Regions from separate parts of the Mus musculus genome. Here region 2 is linked to region 1. Evidence: chromatin contacts called from public Hi-C data. All regions are on one chromosome and are shown on one strand. Each heading gives the region's core, a stretch centred on a gene start, on an enhancer-like site or on the middle of the called end of the contact. The rest is flanking DNA. Distances are from core to core; before and after follow the strand shown.

Evidence for each region. Hi-C and Micro-C count contacts between places; a contact is called where the count stands out from the background.
Region 2: a Hi-C map of cerebellar granule neurons shows a contact between it and region 1, with 2.1 times the contacts expected there. The contact joins two enhancer-like sites. A contact is called at or near these places in 3 of 484 Hi-C or Micro-C datasets (cerebellar granule neurons, liver and trophoblast stem cells), 3 of 115 datasets of contacts at active chromatin or transcription factors (VIP interneurons, embryonic forebrain and forebrain) and 1 of 9 other capture datasets (liver).

Annotation. Positions count from the first base shown.
Region 1 is chr9:29,102,080-29,106,053 of GRCm38.p6, forward strand. All of the region lies in intron 3 of Ntm (neurotrimin), which reads right to left. Among named protein-coding and RNA genes, the nearest start is that of Gm15520, 69 kb to the left of the region's middle. Within about 2 kb of position 2,047, at least 18 of the 459 cell types and tissues checked have an H3K27ac peak or open chromatin away from gene starts, as enhancers often do. A contact at or near this core is called in cerebellar granule neurons, where this site is marked.
Region 2 is chr9:29,407,480-29,411,453 of GRCm38.p6, forward strand. All of the region lies in intron 1 of Ntm (neurotrimin), which reads right to left. Among named protein-coding and RNA genes, the nearest start is that of Ntm, 3.2 kb to the right of the region's middle. Within about 2 kb of position 1,917, at least 1 of the 459 cell types and tissues checked has an H3K27ac peak or open chromatin away from gene starts, as enhancers often do. A contact at or near this core is called in cerebellar granule neurons, where this site is marked.

The sequences.
Region 1 (3,974 bases), core at 797-3,296:
AAATATTTGCCTTTCTAAGAGTTGCCATGGCCATAGTGTCTCTCCACAACAATAGAAACCTTAACTACAACAATGCATTTTCAATATTTGAGCCTATGAGATAACTTATATGTAAGCAGAACTTGACATCAAACTTGACAACCTGATTTGAGAACCAAGATTCACTTGGTCAAAGAAGAGAACTGTCTTTCCCAAGTTGCCCACAGAGCTTGAGGCTCTGTGTGTGTTGAGTTATACACACACACACACACACACACACACACACACACACACACACACACATACACACACACACACACACACACACACACACACACGTAATACTAAAAGGATTTAAATGATGTAAAGAAATGAAGCTCTGGTGTCTTACTCTTTACCTTCTAAGATTTGATTTGAGTTTAAATTATATCCAAAGGGCTTATTTTTATTTTTGTTTTGGTGTGAGACACAGTTTCACTTCATAACTAGATCTAGCTAGCTTGGAACTTATTATGTCAACCAGGAGTGCCTCAGTATTGTGGTGGTCTTCCTGCTTCTGCATCCTATGTTTCTTGGATTGAACACATGTACAACCATACCAGACAGAAACTCTCGGTGGATGCAAAGAAATATGAGGGCTGATAGGACCATCTCCCCAGCATTATCTACTCTCTCCTGCCACTATCCCTTGCAGTGCTCCTGCAGCAGCCCTTGAAGATGAAGCAAAATGGCTTCAGTAAGGACTGTTCTTAGATCCTGGATCTCTTAGGTAACTTGAGAATATCAGATCTCTGTGGGTGACTAGAAAAAAAAGCCATTGTCCCTGATTGGAAATGTGTGAAAGTGCTCTTGGATCCCAGAGAAATGAGTGACTTGCTGTGGCTAAGGAATATCATCAGAGGCTTACAACTTGGTATCTTGGTCTTGAAGCAAGAATACAATTCTTGAGTAAAAGAGTGATCTAAGTAGAGAAGAGGGCATGGGTCACAGTGAGGTCTTCCTGCATGTGTTGGCTTGTCTGAGCTGTTGCTTTGACAATGCTGTATATGGTATTGGAGAGTAGTGAGGTCATGAAAAGTCTAGGTACCATTGCAAGAAGCAGGAATTAATGCAAGAAAGAAGTGAGGCTTCAGATTTCGTGACCACTGCCCAGCATGACCCAGCCACTAACAAGGAAGTGACAACTTCTCTCCAGCTGGATATGTTTTCAATGCCCAACTCTCTCAGACCTCTCATCCAAACTTTCATAGAAATGAATTCCATCTGATACATCCAAATCCCCAGAAAATGGAAGATACACCATACAGCTCTGAAGAGCCTAGTGCAAAAGAATGCACAAAGTACTGTGTACTCCATCCTTGCCATCAGGAAGCATTTACATTGAATAGATGCCCAGGGAACCCCCATGTCCACTTTTGGGACAAAGACACAGATAAAGCCAGGTTCTTCTAATGGCTTATCTAGATTCTGATATTTCAGTAGAAGACAGGCAGGTGGCAAACAACTCTCAGCAGATTTCCCAGGCAGGGAGCTGCCCAGACAAGAAGCAAAAAGAGTAAATACCAGTTCTCTCTCCTCTCCCAAGTCTTTCTTTCTCATACACTTTATAGCTTTATGGTACAGCCATGACTAGAGAGCTAAACAATACCCCTTTGGTCAGTGCAGAAAAGATGTCCAGCCTTCTCTGATTAATAACAAGGTGATTCAATCAAGCAGAGTTTCTAAAAGTAACCCAAAAGCATGGAACACCTTACAGAGTCTCTCTGTCTCTGTGTCTCTGTCTGTCTCTATATCTCTGTATCTCTGTGTCTCTGTCTCTGTCTCTGTCTCTGTCTCTCTCTCTCTCTCTCTCTGTCTCTCTCTCTGTCTCTCTCTCTCTCTCTCTCTCTCTCTCTCTCTCTCATTTTGGGGCAGTGCCATGTCCAGGTAAGGTGACACCTTTAGCTCCCTCAGCTTCTCTCTGCCAGGAACTTTTTCGTTTGCTGTCCTAATGATCCCCATGCCACACAGGGCCTGATGCTGGTGCTGACAGGCTGCTCATTAGTGCCAGGGTGCTGCAGTCAGCCGATGGCATGCCAGAGCTCCACTCCTGACACTTTTTCACAGAGCTGTCACAGAGTCATAGAGCCTGCCAGCTCTGGTTGAACTCAAGCTGTGATACCTCCAGTGCCAATTAATGCGTCAGTGTCCTGCTTGGCTGGGAGGACGCTTTGTCAGTGCTGACAAATGGGAAACCAGGCAAGCCAGTGGTCGACAGGGTAGCGGGTGTGTGGTTCAGGACACTCACAAGGAAAGAGCCCATGTAAAGGGTCACTTTGCTCTCAGCAGCTTGTTGACTATTCAAGTGTTCAGAAATAAGGACTACCAATCTTCCACTAGGCTTCCTCAAGCATGGTTGAGGAAGACGTGACAACAGGAAAAGGCTGTTGACATGAACGCAGAAGTTCTGTGGACATGGATGCAAATACCCAGCCTGTGTTGCATTAAGAGGCTTTGTTTTGAAAGTCAATAGACACACTTTTCCTGTCATTCTACCCTAATACATGTATGTAACTCTGAGACGAATGTGCAGTTTCCTGCCTACGTTCTATTTACCCACCAAGCATAAGGAGCTAGGGAAGAGAAGAGGCAGGGTGGATGCATGCATTTAAAATGAGGATTTTCTTTTGTCCAATTAACTGCCTTTTGCTTTACTCAAAGCAGAGGATGGGAGCATTTTCACATATATTCTACTGTCCTCTTGTCTACTTTAGAATACAGTGCTTAGGAGCCACACACGAGGCAGTTAACTACAGTAAATGGTAGAAGGCTTAAGCTGTCCTGGAAGAGCAAGATGAAGAACATATTCTAGAAACACACATCTCAGCAGTTGATGGCACCAAGACCCAGAGTGTATCAAACGGCCCGATATCAAAGCAAGTGTGAGTCTTCTTCTGCGAAAATGAACTTGAAGATGGACTCCACCTTTCAGCCTCCCACTATGCCAGGTTCCCTTGAAGTGACTTCAGGAAGGTCTGGGAGGGCCTACAAAGGCCCACTGCAAAGTGTCCTGGAGTCTGGCTAAGGGTTCCACTGGGGAAAACATGCCAGATCCCTCTCTAAATATCATAGTGGAGGAGAACTTCCAGGAGTAAGACTGGAGCATTGCACTGGGAGAAGTGATATGCCACTTAGGAGCTGTACCAATGAACAGTGCTGTATACCACACCAACAGTATACTCTACATGGTGTTTATGCCCTAGGGAATATGCACAAGGTCAAGAAAGCAAAAGAAGCAGACTGTGTCCCCAAAGAATTTCTGAAACAGAGATGTTCCAATTGAACCAGGTCTGGAACGTATCAGCTCTGTGGACTTTCTCAGTGCATCTTGCTTTGCCTTGGCATACGGTACTATTTGGGTTTTTTAGAAGAGGATGTAATGGGTCAAGAATTTTAATAGGAAAAAAAACAGGTACTGAATATCACTGCACATGGAGGACTCTATCAGGCGCTCAGTGGCTCTTGGTTCCAAAGTTGTGAAAAGACCATAGATTCTTGACTGGACTCAAACCTTTTCCTGAGCTTCAAGTAGGTCACCAGGCATGTAACAAGGTAAGAATTCCAACTGTCTCTCTAAAGCTTGGGCCCCTCAATGAATCTGGTATCAGGGATATAGGAACACTTTCCTGTGAAGTGAAGCAGCCTACTGTAGTGGTTTTCAGGATATATTAAAAGGGAAAATATTTCTGCATACTCAGAGAAAACTGAGAATAAGACCGCGTTAAAGTGTGTCTACATAACGAGAAAGATGAAGCCCAGAGTCCTGAGCAGGAAGCAGCCTAGCTTCTCTGACTGCACCTGTACACATACTGACCCTTAGTAGGGAGTTTGGCTTGGGCTTTCATGGGGTAAGCCACAGCTCTTTCTTATGAGGACATGAAATGAGAACTTTCCTTCCTGAAAAGGCCAGGGTCCAAGGTAGTGTACACAATAAGTTTATATCCAGAACAAATGTG
Region 2 (3,974 bases), core at 667-3,166, 310 kb after region 1:
AGTGCTCAGGAGAAAGCTGCCACTCTGGTAAGCCAATGTGAAAACACTAAGGCGCTGGGGGGGCGGGGGTTGACATTTGAATTGGGGCAAAATCAGAAATAACTGTGGATAGCATTATTCTTAGTAGTAAGGACAACCAAAGTAAAGCCCTTGGGCAAAGCCATATGCTAAACACTGGGATAAACACCCAAGGAAGACATAGTTCTGCCTTCCAGGACCCTCAGAGTATCTCAGGAACTATCAGAGACCCATAAAGAACCCAGTTTTCTACATCTGGAAGGGGAATCTCTAGATCTACCACAATCTTCTGTGGTACTTTATGGTGTTGCAATATAAAAACTCAGCCTTAATCTTGTACATTAAGTCAGACTTTCTATCTTTAACTCATCCACGAAAAAACATGATGGTTGAGCCACTACAACTCTAGACACAAGACAGGGAGCAGAGACAGTCTCTGGCTTGCTCCCATACCCAGGAAATAGTTCACTTTTGTAGTAGCTGTTTTATTAGTGGAAGGTTCCTCACTGGGCAGAGCCATTGAGTGGCATTCTGATGTTTCCTCAAGGTTTGTACTTGAGCTTGACTAGCCCAGTAGCCATCTTGGGTTCTGAGCTACTTAGTACCATCTCTACTTGTTCTCAGTCCTAACCACTGAGAGCCTCCCTCCACCAGGGGGCACTGTGCTCAGAGCCTCCCCTGTTGCCATCCTAGCCCCATGTATTAATCTGGATTATCTTGTTCACAGGCTGGCCCTGGTGAGTGCACCCAGGACTCCTTCCACACTTCATCTCTTGGCTTTGCACCTTTCCTGAGAGAACCACACAATAAATCTTTATTGTTTGATCACTGTTAACATACAAAAGAAAGTCAGAGAAATCCGGGAAGGCGTGAAGAGTGTTTTGTTTTGTTTTTAACTCATCTGTTTAGTGAGGGAGCTCATGACGTTAAAAGGTGTGATCTTTGCTCTCCCATAATACACTCAGGCCACTCAGAAAGACAGTTACACAACACTACAAAGAAGAAAATGATGGCAGACATTAATCCCCACTGGGGAAGTAGGAAGACACGGTGTTTATTGGGCCCTGATAAGTCTTGGGAAATCTCAATGTACATGGTCTAGTTCTGTTGCTTGCTACTGCTGGGAGTTCAGATAAATGATGCTCTTTGAGTCTCAACTCTCTCATCCATAAAATGGGAGATAATTAAATGAATTTCAGAGAGTAGGGAAGATTAACTGTAATAGTTCATAGTACTATAGAGGCTGGTCAATAAGTGATAATACTACTCAACTTACTAACATCATCATTAGTTAACCTCCTGCTAGACCCAGTTCAAAAATTCCTAGCTATTCCACCTTCATCAAATAATTTTTTTTTCCTGCGAGAGGAGAGGTTAGACTAGGGATCCATCAGGAATTCCGAACAAAGCAAGCACGTTAACAGTAAAGCCATCTCCTCATTTAACAGTAAAATTCTCCAAGAGAGGCTAATTCTTCATGCCAATGCCTCCGTTTTCTCATCTGTAAAATGTGATAATAGTAGCAACTTCATAATGATTATTATTAGAATTCACTTATAATGTTAGGAGGTTGAATGACAGATAGGATATTATATAAAGCACTTTAGTATTCCCTAATACAAGGCGACTTCTCAACAACACTGGGATATTTAGTTTAAAATTCTGTGTCATGTGATCTCACCAAGATGGAAAGTTTAGAAAGGCCTGCAACTCTGTACAGATTGCCAGTGCGGTTGTTTCCTAGTATCTCCAGAAAGATCACTAGAGATAATTAGATAAACTTTTAAAGTTTCTACAAAGTAGAATTTGTTGCTGAGACATTTATTCTCTTTAAGGACTACAAAAGACCTCCAGGATAATACTGATGAGAACAAAGCCAAATAAAAAGTAACCAGCGCAGAAAGCCCTCTGCTGGTCATGAGGGGAACTGCAGTCTTGCTGCAGGGTGGCCTTCCATGTGAGCAGAGGACTTCAGCCCCTATTTCTTGATCAGAAAGAAGACCCTGGATCATCTCATCCCTCAGTTTTAGGGTTCCATCCACTGAGACGTCCACCCTCCTGAAAGTCGCAAAGATATTCGGTCTTTTGGCCTGACACAGCATAGCTTAGATGGTGACCATCCTGATGTATATATAGGGAAGCAGCCTCACCCATATCCTCATAGTGTTGTTTGTGTTCAAACAAGACCACTGTGTGAACTGTCTGCGAAACTGTAAACAAACGCTGGTGTCTGAAAGAGACTACGGCAAGAGCAAAGCAGTCAATACATAATAATGCCCTGTTAGAAACAAGTCCAGGGCCCTGGCACCTGCTGGATACAGTCACTCTCAAAAGGCCATATCCTCCTGAACTATGGGACTACTGCTGTCCTGGGGTGACATTTTGGTCACTCCAATCCCCTTGCTTCCCTTAGAATGTGAGAGTCACTGTGGAGGTCTATTGATAGCTTCAGATCTCTAGGTCACTGACCAACTTCTTTTCTCTTTTGTCACTGTTCTGTGTGTGGATAGGTGTCTATGTGTATCTAAAACAATCCACCATAGATAGTGTCTCTATTTTGTCCCTGGAGGTCTGCTCCCTGTAGCCAAGGATTAGGGTCAGAGGGGGCATCTACAGAACACTAAATTTTCTTGACTATATTGTTTAGAGGTTTGTCTTTGTTTTGAAGAAGTCTGGAACCGATGCATATTTAAAACCAGATAGTTCATCTTAATCTAAAGTAGTCCCTACAAAGTTCATTCATGTGACAATAAGTAACCAGGAGTTCCTTGGAGTCATAAGAGTTAGGTCCTCAAAGACAAAGGATTTGGGGATGTTTGCAGCCCCTTGTGTGGTTTCTTTAAATCACGTGTATTTTTTGAAAATGTCCTCACAACTCAACTCTGTAATATCAGCACTCACTCCCCAAGATCGTCTGTCCTGTGGGTACCCTGTGCACAGTCCACAGGTACTCCAAGCTCATCACTGATGGAACCAGGACATTTGGCACCAAGGCCAAGGTTCATTTCCCAAGAATCTCCACGTTAGAGGATGAAAATAGTTTCCTGTTGCCTGCAGTCAGTACCATTGGCCAGTTTTTAAAACTTTATTAAAAAGGACACACTAAGTCAAGGAGAGGTACGGAGAGTTGCTTGCTCCCTTAAAAATTCCAGAGATGAGAATTTCCCATTACAATCATCCGGCGTGTAGCCCTCCTGTGAGTGGTGTGGTTTTATCAACTGGAAATGGAGTCAGTGCTTCAGTAGCAATATCGCGAGGGAGACAGTCTTGCCCCACTTAGCACAAAATGTAGCTAAGATTCTTCTCCTCCTCCTCCCCAGAGCTTGCAACCCTCAACCCCAGAACCGACCCAACACAACACTAAAGCTTAGGGTTTGCTGAGTGCCAAGTTTTGTACATGCTGCTTTGGTGAGCATGCATAACAATCAGAGCACGGTCCACTCGTGTAGAAGGCATTCTCCACAGACAAATCACAGTCCATGGTACCAGTGTCCAAAAGCCACATTCAGACAGGAAATCACATCTGCCTCTGCCCACCGTATCATGGAACAGACAACCCAGGAAAAAAACGTTAGTAAAATCCAGGCTCAGGAAAAGAGGTTTTTTTTTTTTGCAGAGTCCAGACCCTGTGGCAACTCTCAATGGCACGGGTAGTGCGAGGGCATCCACACCAAGCCAGATCCCTGCTTTGGGACTCATTAACTTCAGCAGGGAGATCATCCATGCTGAGTCTCAGCCAAGCCCCAGGTCACCATAGCTGTCAGGCTCGGGAAAAGGCAGTAGCAGGACCATTGGCTTCAAAATAAGACAGCTATCCCTCACCTTTAACAAACCCTTGGGTCAAAGGAGCCAGGTTTGGAAAGCACAGCTCTCCCCTAGCATTACCCTGAGGTTGCCACATTCCTTGGTAGAGCAGTTAGCTCATCCAGGAATTGTGCAGCGCAGCAAGCTAGGGA